Regions from separate parts of the Gossypium raimondii genome. Here region 1 is linked to region 2. A link is a contact called in public Hi-C data. All regions are on one chromosome and are shown on one strand. Each heading gives the region's core, a stretch centred on a gene start, on an enhancer-like site or on the middle of the called end of the contact. The rest is flanking DNA. Distances are from core to core; before and after follow the strand shown.

Region 1 (6,594 bases), core at 739-3,238, 210 kb after region 2:
CCATTTCCTGTAACTTGGACCATTGATAAGCTTTGTTTTGACAAGAGGCTTGTGGTCATAAAACCATGCATGTACGGCAGAATCTTCCTCTTCATCCAGCTCCAACTGAATTGGCTCTAGAGGATCGACATCTAACAAATTATCAGCATAGTCTAACGGAGGTTCCTCATCATCAAATGGTGGAAACCGCATTCTCTTGAAATGTCGACGATCTCTTTTCTCTCTCCGCATCATGATCCACATCGTACCCCACTGTAGAGATGAAGATAACTCAATCAATAACAACAGCAGTATACTACTTCCATGTATAATTGAACTGAGATACAACTCAATTCGGAGTCAGTTTGTTGTATGAGGGGAAGGAAATAAGCATACCTGTGCTAAATAAATTGGTTCAACAACCCATGGTATTTCATTCACAAATGTTATGGCTCCTGTAATATGGTATAAGACCTTCACATCACGAACCTGCTCCCAAGGCATTGGCATATTCTCAAGGAGCTTATAAACTGCATGTGGAATGAATTTAAGGGCCCCTAGATAAACACGTTTATCATGCCGATATTTTTTCGAAGACATGTCTCCATGATCTCTGCCAGAGAGAAAAAAAAGTTAACCATTATTGCATCATGCATATCATGTCAATGGAAGTTCAGAGTACTAGATCCAACAGCAGACAAGTCAGGACCCATCCTAAAAGACTAAGGCAACAAGAAAGAGAAAATAATAATACTATCAGAACATTAAACTATAAATCATCATAAAAAGGGCAAGGGTATATTAACTCAACCAAGAGAGTACCATGCCTTCAATAAAATTCAAAAGAAAAAAATGTTTAAATATTAAAGATTAACTGGTGAAGATAAAACTGATCAAAAATAAAGAAACTTCTTAGCTCAAAAGCCTGCACATCTTGGAAGAATCAGGTATCAAAGGAGAAAATAAATATAGAACACAAGCCATTTTTACAGATACATTTTACAATTTAACTTTCCCTTTACATTCCATTATATAGTGAAGAAGTAACCATGAAGTAAGAACTTCGAACTTCTAAGGGGCAACTTATGAACTGATCCAACCACAAGAACAAGAGAACAACCCCTACGGAATACCAGATCATATTGTACAATAGCAACCTACTCAAGCCATTCCTATGCAAACTCAATAAGCAGTCATCTTTTTGATAATTTCCACAAGTAATCATGTCTTCCTCTCCTTCTCTTAAAATGCCCTATGCAAGCTTCATAATATAAGGTTTTCTCTAGTCTTAACAAAACATAAGACATGAAACCAAAAATCTCTCAAATCATAGCAGAAACACGAACCTAAGCGAAGCTTTCCATGTCCAACAAGAAATATAAATAATAGATAAGACCGAAGAACACTCTATATCCTTCAAAATAGGGGGAAATAAGATGAAATTAAAAAAAAAAAAACAATGAGAGGAAACTATCTTAACCGACCTAACCAGCTTAGCAATTCTTCAAATAGATAAAACCTCAGCTTAACAATCTTTAATCTAGAAAAAATTATGTAAAAAACGAAATAATAAAGCTCTCACCTGATAATCTTCCTGACGTGCTCAGGAGGCATGTCCTCCTTCTGCGTCTCGACAAAACCAAACTTCCTTTTATCTCCATATCGCTTAGAGTTAAGCTGCATCCATTTCCGAGCCTTCTCCTCCAGCTTGGCCTCGGCATCCTGTGGCGTACTCTGCGGAGCCAGCACGGTGTACGAAGGTTGAGCAGCTGGAGGCGGCGGGATGGTGGATCCACCAGTTCCCGGTGGCGCAATCTGAGCGCCGTTGTTGTTGTTGCTCCACATGGCAACTTTGGCCGAGAAGCTTCTACCTCAGCCTAAAGAAAGAAATGAAATGAAATTGGAAATTAGGGTTTTAGAGGGGATTTGAGTTTTTTTTCTCACTTCCTGTTTTCTTATTTCCTGCCTCTCTGCCCTCTAAGCAAAGACAGAGTGTGAGAATTTTCGAGTAAAGATGAAAGAAAATAGGAATCGGTTGGTTTTATAATTTTAGGGATATAAACGAATGGCGGTGTGAGTGTCACGTGATGTATTGTGGGCCATATCTGGCTATGGTAGGCCCATGTTTGTTGCTCCAAATTTCTCTGCTGTCCGAAATGGCCCAATCCGGTGCATATTTGTTTGACATGGAGTCAAAAACCCAATCCATACCAAAATAGACTTACAAGTAAATTAATCCATGAATGGATTTTAAGATAAATTCGATATCATTGTTCATGTCTCTATGCTTAGATTCAATCCAGATTTGATACTAAGACAAATTATTTCTTTCATCAGTTTTATATAGACGAATAGTTATAACATGAGTCATTTGTTTAATCTAACTCTATAGATTATGAACAATTTAGATTGCCTACTAATATAAATTGTTTTCTCATTAGTTTTATAGTGGTTCGGCCCAATTGCTTAACTCCACCAAGGATTTCCTAATTTTCTATAAGAATTAATACCTTTCAAGGAGAAGGTATAACATTTACAACACTATATTTTCCTTAAGGCTTAGATAGAATCTTTCAACCTAACTTTTATGGCTAAATTAGAACCCTTTTTAGTTTTTATAACTCAACTAAAACCCTCCCAATTTACAATTGGTGATATGAAAGAAAGTAAACAAAGAAACCTCTATAAGGCATGTATTTAAAAAAAAATTAAGCTCTCAAAGAAATGAAATGAGAGTGACAAATAATCTAACAATAAGCTCCCAAAGAATATTTACAAAAGAAATAAAAATAATAAAGATTTGAATATTTCTCTCTTGATCTCGATGCTTGGATATCTCTCTTGAGTTTTGAAGTGTTCTTGACGTGTATTTTTATCAAGGAACAAGCTTGTAGATGTTTATGGTCATTGGGGATGAATTCTGGTAATTGGAAACATTAATTGCGAGCTTAAAAAATGTCCCTACAATGTATGTCTTGAGACTTGGCAAGATCTCTCGAGACATGGCTGATAAATAGTCATTATATAACTGTTGACAGGCCATGTCTCGAGACAATCTGCCAATTGTCTTGAGACTTGGCAACTCTTGAATCAGTTTTTTGCTTTGAAGTTTTCATGTCTCAAGACATATAATCATATACTATATGTCTCGAGACTTGCATGTCAAAATCCCTTAAAGCATTTTAAACACCTTAAAACACTTTGATATTAATCTAAAAATATTTATATAAATTAAAACATTTTTTGAGTATTTTGCAAGTCTTTGAAAATGTCTCATAAAATTTTAATCATATTTTCACTAAATGATTTAGGATATAATATATATATAATTTGTCTTATATGTTATTATATCAAAAGCTTAGGACATCAAAACTAACAAATCGACCATGTAATACAACTTGATTTAGTTAAACCTTAAATAATCGATGAACTAATATTTGCTTCACATGTAAAAACCACAAAGAACAATCAACAAAAAAATATTAAATAATCATGTGGAACCAATTAAAAGATTACAAGTAAACTATGATGAAATCACTGCAATAATGGCATAAATCCTAACACATAAGGCATAAATCAATTATACTAGTATTTCAAGACCATTAAGTAAAGATCCAGACTTAGGGCTAGTTTGGATGGGCAGTGTGTTTACCTCCGATGAGGTTAAAAACAGCGGTGGCGGTGAGATTGGATACTGTAGCGGTGAGATTAGAAACAATGGTGGAGTGTGTGTTTGGATTCAAATGCAGCTGTAACGGTGAGGTGAGAATAAAAAATGACTATTAAGGACATCAGATTAGAATTGATATATAATAGAAGTTATTTAAATTATTTTACTTTTTTAAAATTATTAAAATATGTGAATTTATAAATTCATTTAATAAAATATTAAAATGTATCTTCCAATATTTTAATGAATTATATAATTAATTTAAATTATTTATTAGATAAAATGATATTTTTTTTTAATTTTTTTATAGTAACTCTTTTTCTTTTGCTCTCACCCAAGGGTCCAAGGAGATGATTTACTTTCTCCACAAAACATGGTCAATTTACTCCCAAGGGCTTTGGCCAATTCCTCAACTAATCCCTATCAATTTCCAATCAATTAAATTCTTCCTCCTTACATTTAACATACCACTTTACTTTCCTCTACGATTTAATCCATAAGCCATTTAACTATCGCAATTCAATTAATTAATAAATAAAAGTATCATTTAACTTCATCCCTAATATGACACAAATTACGATAAATGGAAATTTTGGATTATATTATTTGCTTTTTTAGTATTATTATTCCTACTATATTTTTCTCTCAGGAGTTTTTTATTAGAGTAATGAAATATTAGAGTAAGAATTATATGAAATAGAGATATTATCTCTTTATTATAGTTTAATATTATATTAATATTTTTATGATTTTTATTTTTATTTAATTTTTCCAAAATAAAATATGATTAAACTCATCCATTCCAACTCATTCTTCTTCATGTTCTTTTCTTCTCTGAATACCCGTTCAAGCCTTCTTATTTTTTCCAGTTTGTGAAACTAATGCCTAATAATTTAAAGCCAAAATTGGGGAAAAAATATAGACCAAGTAATAACATCACTGCTAGATTAAATTCATTCTCTTCTTCAGTGTAATTTCTGAAACTAGAATCTGTATCTTCTTTTAACTTCCTTGAGAATCCCCATATCTTCTTTTCAGCTTTTTCATCTCACTTTCTTTAAACACAACCCTTTAAAGTCACCTAACACCTTTTCAATTTGCTCTTATTTTTATTTTAGATTCAAAATAACAACCGACCACCATGGATGTAAGTTGTGTTTCTCTTCTTGTTTGAATCTCTTCTTTAAAGCTAAATCTAAGGTGGGATTTTTCTTGTTTTGCCTGTTTAACTAGGATTATAATTGCAAGAGAAGTGGGCAGATTCCAGCATTTGGAGACTGGGATCATGCAAATGAATTGCCCATAACTCAGTACTTTGAATCTGCTCGTGAAGCTGGTTTGATTCGTTTCAGCTCTTCATCAGCAAAACCCAAACCTTATCTTACTGTTGATTTGAAAACCAAACATCCTCGTAATCATGTTCCTGTTAGAAAGGTTAGCTAGCTCTTCTTCTTCTTCTAAGAATCTTGCTGAATTTGAGATAAGAGAATGAATGGGGTTTGGTATAATATTTAGGTATTATTGTCTTCTAAAATGTCTCATTGTCCCTCTGGAGCTTTTACCACCAGTCAGCTTAAAGCTGTCCAATGCAGTAGAAACTCCTCACGGTGCTGGAAGCCAACACATCCAAAGGCTGTCCACAGTCCAGTCCAGTGCAATGAGATTATAATAAGGAGGAAAAAATTCAACGCACTGTTGTGCGTTGGCATCCAAAGGAGCCCTTAAAGTCTTACCAATTACAGGCTCAGCCACCCATAACTTACAACTGCACTGACAATGCTAGGACATGCTTAAAGATATGATGAAATTTCTATTATAACCTATGCAAATAAAATAGCAAAACAATAAATGGTCCCAAGGAACAATTGAGATCCAAAAGTGCAGATACTGCTACAAAGGTGGAACTGACCCCGTCCCCTGAACATATATAGAGCCTATTAACGCAAAGCAGTACGAGTAGGTATCGTCCCTATATTTTGGAACATGGATCTTCTTCTTCCATTTTCCTTATAGACTACCAACCCACCAAATGATCAAGCTAATAGATCATAGCTTCATTCAATTTTCTATTCATTACCTTGAATGAAGCTGCCTAGTTTAGTTTAGTTTAGTCTATCCATTAAAGAGGTATTTACCTTTTTACCCCCCTTCTTTGTCGAATTCCCCATCCTTAATTGATAGTTCCACCAACCTCAAACTTTCATAATTTCTTAAACAACTAAGTTGGTGTCGCATTAGTTCTCACTTTCTAGCAAGCCCAAGGTATTCCTCCTTTCTTACCTTCTCTTTGGATACTTTCTTTACCAACAGAAGGGTCTTCACTATTTTCCTATAACTTGTTTCTTGTACCTCAACCTCTTTAACATTTTTTACTCTCCTTTAACTAATCGGTTTTGAAGAAGGAAGAAAATGAACTTTTTGTCTCTTAGGCCAACCTTACCAAGGAAGCTCCAAATTCCAGGCTTCACTTCACCGGTGCTCTTCTCAAATCAAATAATAAGAGCCTTGGAGTTTACAAAGCCTTCCTTGTTGGAAAAAATTTGGTTCAAAAACAATTTCTTAAGAAAAAAATTTGATACGAAAACAATTTTCTTACACTGCAGAAAAATAAAATTTTGAAAATTGAGTTGGTTTGTGATATTTATGGTAATAAACTTTTCCAGAAATTACACCTGTGTTTTGGGCTAAACGATCCTTGTTGTTCTCGACTTTCAACCGAACGACCTTCTCCTCTATTCTCGTACCACAAACTACTTCGAGCATGGATTCGAACAAAATCGAATCAAACATAGAACCAAAATTTATTTTCTTTACTTTTAGTGGGAAAGTAAATCTCTCTCATAATAGAAATTGGTAAAATTGTTATTCCTAGAAAATATAATTTACTCTAGAAAATAAATTTTCACTACTTTTTGGGAAAAATAACAATATTTCAAAGTTGTATG
Region 2 (6,215 bases), core at 1,675-4,174:
GGCTACTAGTCCGTTTACAGAGATTGGTGGTATTGCACATGATGATGGGTTTAGTTTGTGTTCACTTACACCTGAAGTTCTAACTCTTGTTGTTCTATTCTTTCATTACCGCTGGTTCCTCCCATCAATACTCATCATATGGTTACCTGGTCGAAAGTAGGTGTTTTTAAACCAAAGGTCTTGACTATTGAGCTTGATGAACGTGAACCTCACAATATTGAAGAGGCCTTTGTTAGTAATGAATAGAGGAAAGTTGCTCACAAGTAATATGATGCCTTGATCTGCAACAATACTTGGCCTTTAGTTCCATTACCTCTAGGTCGCAAAGCTATTGGTTGTAAGTGGATATTTAAGGTGAAATGCAATCCTGATGGTACCGTGGCTCGACGAAAGGGGAGATTAGTTGGAAAAAGGTGTTATCAAGTTTCTGGCTGTGATTTTTGGGAAACATTTAGTCCAATGGTTAAACTGACTACGATTCATACTATTCTTTCTGTTGTTGTTACAAACCGCTAGTAGTTGCGTTAAGTGGATGTGAACAACGCTTTTCTTAATGGTGATTTAACTGAAGAGGTATACATGCAACAACCTCTCGATTATGTTCAAAAGGATGCTAATGGTCAGCAACTTGTTTGTTGTTTGAATAAAGTTTTGTATGGGTTATGATAGGCTCTAAAAGCGTGGTTTGACAAGTTGAAGACATTTCTTATTTCCATTGGGTTTGCGTTTTCTAAATCTGATGCTTCTTTGTTTGTTTGGGTTACCGACACATGTCGTATGTATGTATTGGTTTATGTGGATGATATAATTATTACTGGTAACTTAGATACAAAAATTGATGAGTTTGTTAGAATGTTGCATATTGAGTTTTCACACAAAGATATAAGATTTCTTTATTGTTTCTTAGGCACTGAAGTTGCTCATCTCGATAGTGGTGGGCTACATCTAAGTCAGTGGAAGTATGTACTTAATTTGCTAGAGAGATGCCGTATGGAGAATGCAAAAGGAGGTTCTATGCCTATGGTTAGTTCTTGTTAGTTGTCTAAACATATGGGAGGATCACTTGAAAATCTGCATGAGTATCGAAGCATTGCTAGGGAATTACAATATGTGGTTCTCACTTATCCTGACATTGCTTATGCTGTCAACCACATTTGTCAGTTCATGCATGCCCTAACTGATGTTCATTATGTTGCGGCTAAACAAATTTTGCATTATCTTTATAACACTATTGATTATGGTATACAAATACAACCTTTTGACAAGTTATCTTTGGTTGTATATGCTGATGCGAATTGGGGTCTTGATTTTGATGATTGTCGATCCACAACTGGGTATTGTGTGTTTTTTGGTAGTAATCTCATCTCTTAGTGTTCTAAAAAGCAGCAAGTTGTGTCTTGATGATAACAAAGGCCGAATATAGGAGTATAGCTGCTACTGCTGATGTTACATGGTTGAGTCATTGTTGAGTGAGCTTCGCATGGTTTCAAATGACAAATCTGCTATTTGGTGTGACAATTCAAATGTCGTTGCTGTTTTAGCCATTCAGTTCTTTATTTGAAATTCAAACACGTTGAGCTTGATTTTTTCTCTGCTCATGAGAAAGCTGCTTACAGGAGACTTGTTGTAAGTGAAGTTCCAGCGCTTTGATCAAGTTGCTGACATACTTACCAAGTCGTATCCTCCACATTTTTTTTCAATTGCAGAGTAAACTTGGTGTTACAAGACGTGAGTGATGGGTGAATATTAGAGTAACTAAGAGTCAGTTGGAGTAGTTAGTTTGATTAGAAGTTAGTCTGCTTAGAATTTGTTAGCAGTAGTTGCTGCTATTCTTCTTTGTATAAAGCATGTTATTCATAGTTTGAGCAGTACTAAATATGGTATTCTTCTTTGTATAAAGCATGTTCTAAAAAGCATGTACTAAATATGTTATTCAATTAATAGAAGGTTGTTATGCTCAAGTAGGTCCCTCATTGTCTTGAGGGCATGTTTACACTTAAAAGAATGTTCATCCTTAAAGCAGGTGCCTGGCCATTTTGAAGGGAATGAAGGGTTGGTACTCCTTTGATCCTGGCAAATGGTCCAACTAAACCTCTTTTCAAGTTGAGTCAATGTGAAGGTCAACATTGTTTGAGTTGCTGATTCTGTGTCCTTCTATAAACAACTATAATTAAATTAAGGCCCTAATGGTGAAATGAAGATTGAATTACTTGAATACAAATAAATTTAAATAAATTGTTGAAGCTTTAAATGGATGAGACTAATTTAACTCAAATTAATAAATTTTTAAAAGTTGAAAGTTTTCGTTAAGCCAAGATTTTGAATTTAAGATTTGAATAACTTAAATTCAAATAAATTATCGGTGATATCAAATTTTAATTAAAATTAATAAATCGATCACTTTTCAAAATAAAATTGAATTTGTAATTATTATACTAAGAATCCATTTTCAAATTGTCAAAAGGTTATAAATTTCTTATGTTAATCCAATATTACCTGATATATATATGAATTAAGATATGAATGATTAGATGGAATAAATACATTATAATTTAAATAAAATATTGCCCAATTAGATCTTTTACAAAGAAGAGTTCAATAAGTCTATAAAACTAAGCATAATGCTTTTCCAATCTTTAAATAAATGGATAAATATATTTAGTACATTTGAATTCATATTTTTCTACACTTATATTCGATTGTTAAAAATAATTTATGTAAATTTTCACTCACGATCTAAAATCTTGTGAGCCATTTAATTGAATTTTCAAATCAACCCCTCCTTTAATTTTTAAAAAATACTATAAAAATTAAAACTCCACACAAAAACGAGAGTACCAAATTGGTAGGCCCAATTTCAGATGAGAAAAATGAAATTAGCCCACTACTATATAAACGATAATTTGGGGAGTTTAAGTGAGTTGGTTGCATGGATACCAGAAAAATGGAAATGCTCACCCCTTTCGCACCTTCACCCCACCACTCTTATTCCTTTTCCAAATCTTTGATCTTTCCCCCCAGGTTTCATCCCCTCTCTCCCTCCCTCCCCGTCCGCCTCCGTTCCTTTTCCCCTACCCGCCCTCCACTTTGTCTCTCTGCCGGCTCCCCTCCACCTTCTCCGCCTGACTCTGACCCCCCAGGTTTCCACCTTTTTTTCTCTTTTCTTTTTTCTTTTTTTAACTTTTGCTGATTGTGTGTTCATGCGATTGGAGTTGGATTTGGATTAATTTCTTTGATTTTTTCTTGTGTGTGTGAATAATTATGGAAAATTTAGACTTTGGATATTTTCCGCTCATATTTTGTCTTTTCTTTCTAGTTGTCAAGTTGTTTTCTTTTCTTCTTCCTTTAAAATTCAGTCTTGAAATTGCAAATATGTTAGTTGTAAGTTCAGAAGCTTAGTGTAGCAATTAATAGTTGCTTTCTCTCTTTATTTTCTTTTTTCTGGATTAAGAATCAAAAAAGGAAAATAAAATTTTAGATTACCAGTAACATTTCTGGCTCTTCAAAAGTGGATGAGTGTTTTGTTTGTTACTGTTTTCCATAATTAACACCCAAGTGAACATAGTAGATTAGTAGTGTATTTTTTAACAAGAACTGGTACTTAATTTTAGACATCATCCGTTAATGCATCATTAGAGTAAAAGCAACTGTTTAGAACCAATGTTACTTGGAATGCGGATTGGTCTGGTACGAGGAATGAAAACTAGAACCAATTCACAATTCGATAGGGCAGTCTTCTTTGTTTCCTTAGTAGGAACGAAATATGATTTATTGAATGTAAAACTTTTCTTTTGGGAATTTTTATATAGTTTTGTGTTCTCATAAGTAAAATTTGAAGCTTGTGATTTGTTTCTTTTATTCGATGATTTTTATAATAGATTATATGTTAATGGGATCACGAATGTGTGTACCAATTTGAAAGTTGCTATGGAGATGGTGATTTTTGGTAATAGAGATCAGAAATATCTGTCGTGACAATGTAATGCTACCAAAGGGCGGTATTAAAAGACCCATATTTTTTTCATTGCATATAATTAGCTAAATTTGACTCTTTCTTGTTTGCTTGTTGTATTTGAAGTCAAGATTCCATTGAAACTGCTTTGAAGGCAACCAGTTCTGGTATTCTTATGATCCTTTTGTCTGTGGAACAGGGTTAGAGGGAAAGTTGTCTAGATTTCAGGATCGTGCACGGATCTTCTTTGCTATTCTTTTCTGGATGTCTCTGTTTTTCTGGTCTTCTTCATGGGATGGGAGGAATACTGGTAAACCTAACAAAGGATCTCGATTTAGAAGATAACCTAGTAAGAAATTTGGTTCTGTATATAAATATCAGACTCAGATAGATTAGTACTAGAAATACGCGAAGAAAATTAAAATATAGGTAAAGAACTTGTACTTTGTTTTCTTTCATTTCCAATTAGCTTTTGTTATATTAGGGAAACATATTCTTGTAACATCTTATGGAATCAAATATCAAGGTTTTCCATTTACCTTCTGAGAGGTAGATAAAAGTGAGATGCCACACAATGTAATCGTTCCTAATTACATATGTTTGGCATGTGTAGGTAATTATTGTAATTAGTGAGTCCCATCGAATTGAGTATAATTGTAGCACCCCAATTACTTGCTTCATTTCTTAGGAGGTGCTGAGAATTGGAGGAACTATGCAAGTAATTAGTCTTGATGACTTTCATACTTTAGCTTTTTTATTTCTTTAAGATGTAGTTACACTCTACTAGCCAAACACATATAGAGAGTTATAATTCTTTGTAATTACAAGAGGGTGTAATTACTACTGTAGTAATAACACTTTCTTGCAATCACTCTATGGTGTCACAACACACCTTTAACTTGCTTTTTTTGTTGCCTACATTCATAGTTAACTCTTTTTTGTCTAGTACCTAATTAGATATCATTAGAGTAATTTGATACTGCCAGTCGGCTACGTTTTGAATGCATGAATTGCATGTTTATCACTACTTGTTCCCTTCTGTGCATGGTTTAGATGCTAGCCAATTAGATTATGATTGAGGTTTTATTTCTTCTATTTGTTGGATTATTGATTAGCGAACAAGGTCATGAATTATGACATACGGGCATTTCTTAACAAGGGTGTGGGTTCTCTTTATGATACAAAGATTGATAACCTATGTTTTTGCAGTGATTTTGTATATTAAAGCCTCTAACAGATTATATTATTCTTTTTCAATTCCTGCACTTTGTCTATGTTAACCTGATAAATCACTAACAACCAAGGTCATGAACTGTGACATTTGAATCTTTGTGGTATGTATATTGGTGTGAATTTGGGAGAGGTCATATATATTCACCCTTGGTGGTTCTCAGGCCATGATAGTGTAAGTTTAAATGTCACAGGTATCCAATATTTGATTAAATGGCCATATTAGACTGGTATGTAATGTAAAAAAATGCTGCATGTTTCTAACTGGGTTTTTCTTTAAAAATATTGTTCTCTTGTATGATATTACAGTATCGCTGCTAATTAGTTGATGATTTTGAGCATCAATAAGGCCCAAATTCTGTAGTAGCTTCATCAAAGAAGGTAAAGCTTGGCTTAGTGTGACTGTGAATTTGGAGAATTAGCTTCCATTTTAGTCTATGTAAAAGATGGATTCAACTTAGTTGGCACTATATGGAAGCAGGTTTAAATTTTCTTCAGTAATCAGAAATAGGCAGAGATATTAGAAGTTATGGAAGTGAAAACATGGTGAAGTGGCAGTATGATGTCCACAACATGATTTGGGAGTATTATCAGGGAAAAAATAGCTGGTTTTTCATGGTTGAGATTTGTGGCTTCTATTTGCCTTTCAACTTACAAAGTATCTTAAACCAAAATGCTTGGTTAAAATCAATGGCTGGCCTGACAGTCTTTTATCCATGCATGGGAACGAAATTATATATAAGATCATTATTTGATACATTACTGAAAGAGTTTTTAGGAGGTAATAAAAAAAATTATAAGAATAAAAATAACCTTTTAAGAATAAAGATACCATATTTTTTTAAAAAAATGTGATTAAAATAATTTAAATTTTCGACAATTTTTAACAATTATTTTAAATGTTTTAAAAAGGTAATAGTAATTTTAATTTCTTAATTTTTATATTTTAAAAATATTTTGATTCCATATTTTAACCTTTTGATTTCTTAAAATAATTTCTAATTTTTTTCCTAAAACTCCAGATATTGGATAA

What was found. Hi-C and Micro-C count contacts between places; a contact is called where the count stands out from the background.
Region 1: a contact with region 2 is called in a Hi-C map of leaf, with 4 times the contacts expected there. The contact joins the promoter of LOC105776195 here to the promoter of LOC105778434 in region 2. A contact is called at or near these places in 2 of 2 Hi-C or Micro-C datasets (both in leaf).

What each region holds. Positions count from the first base shown.
Region 1 is chr10:8,530,531-8,537,124 of ASM2569854v1, forward strand. LOC105776195 (pre-mRNA-processing-splicing factor 8A) reads right to left here and starts at 1,989. Exons shown (of 23, transcript XM_012598728.2): 1 at 1,562-1,989; 2 at 376-592; 3 at 1-252. The coding sequence starts at 1,824.
Region 2 is chr10:8,318,918-8,325,132 of ASM2569854v1, forward strand. LOC105778434 (hypothetical protein) reads left to right here and starts at 2,925. Exons shown (of 2, transcript XM_012602148.2): 1 at 2,925-3,140; 2 at 4,152-4,490. The coding sequence starts at 2,930. The coding sequence ends at 4,297.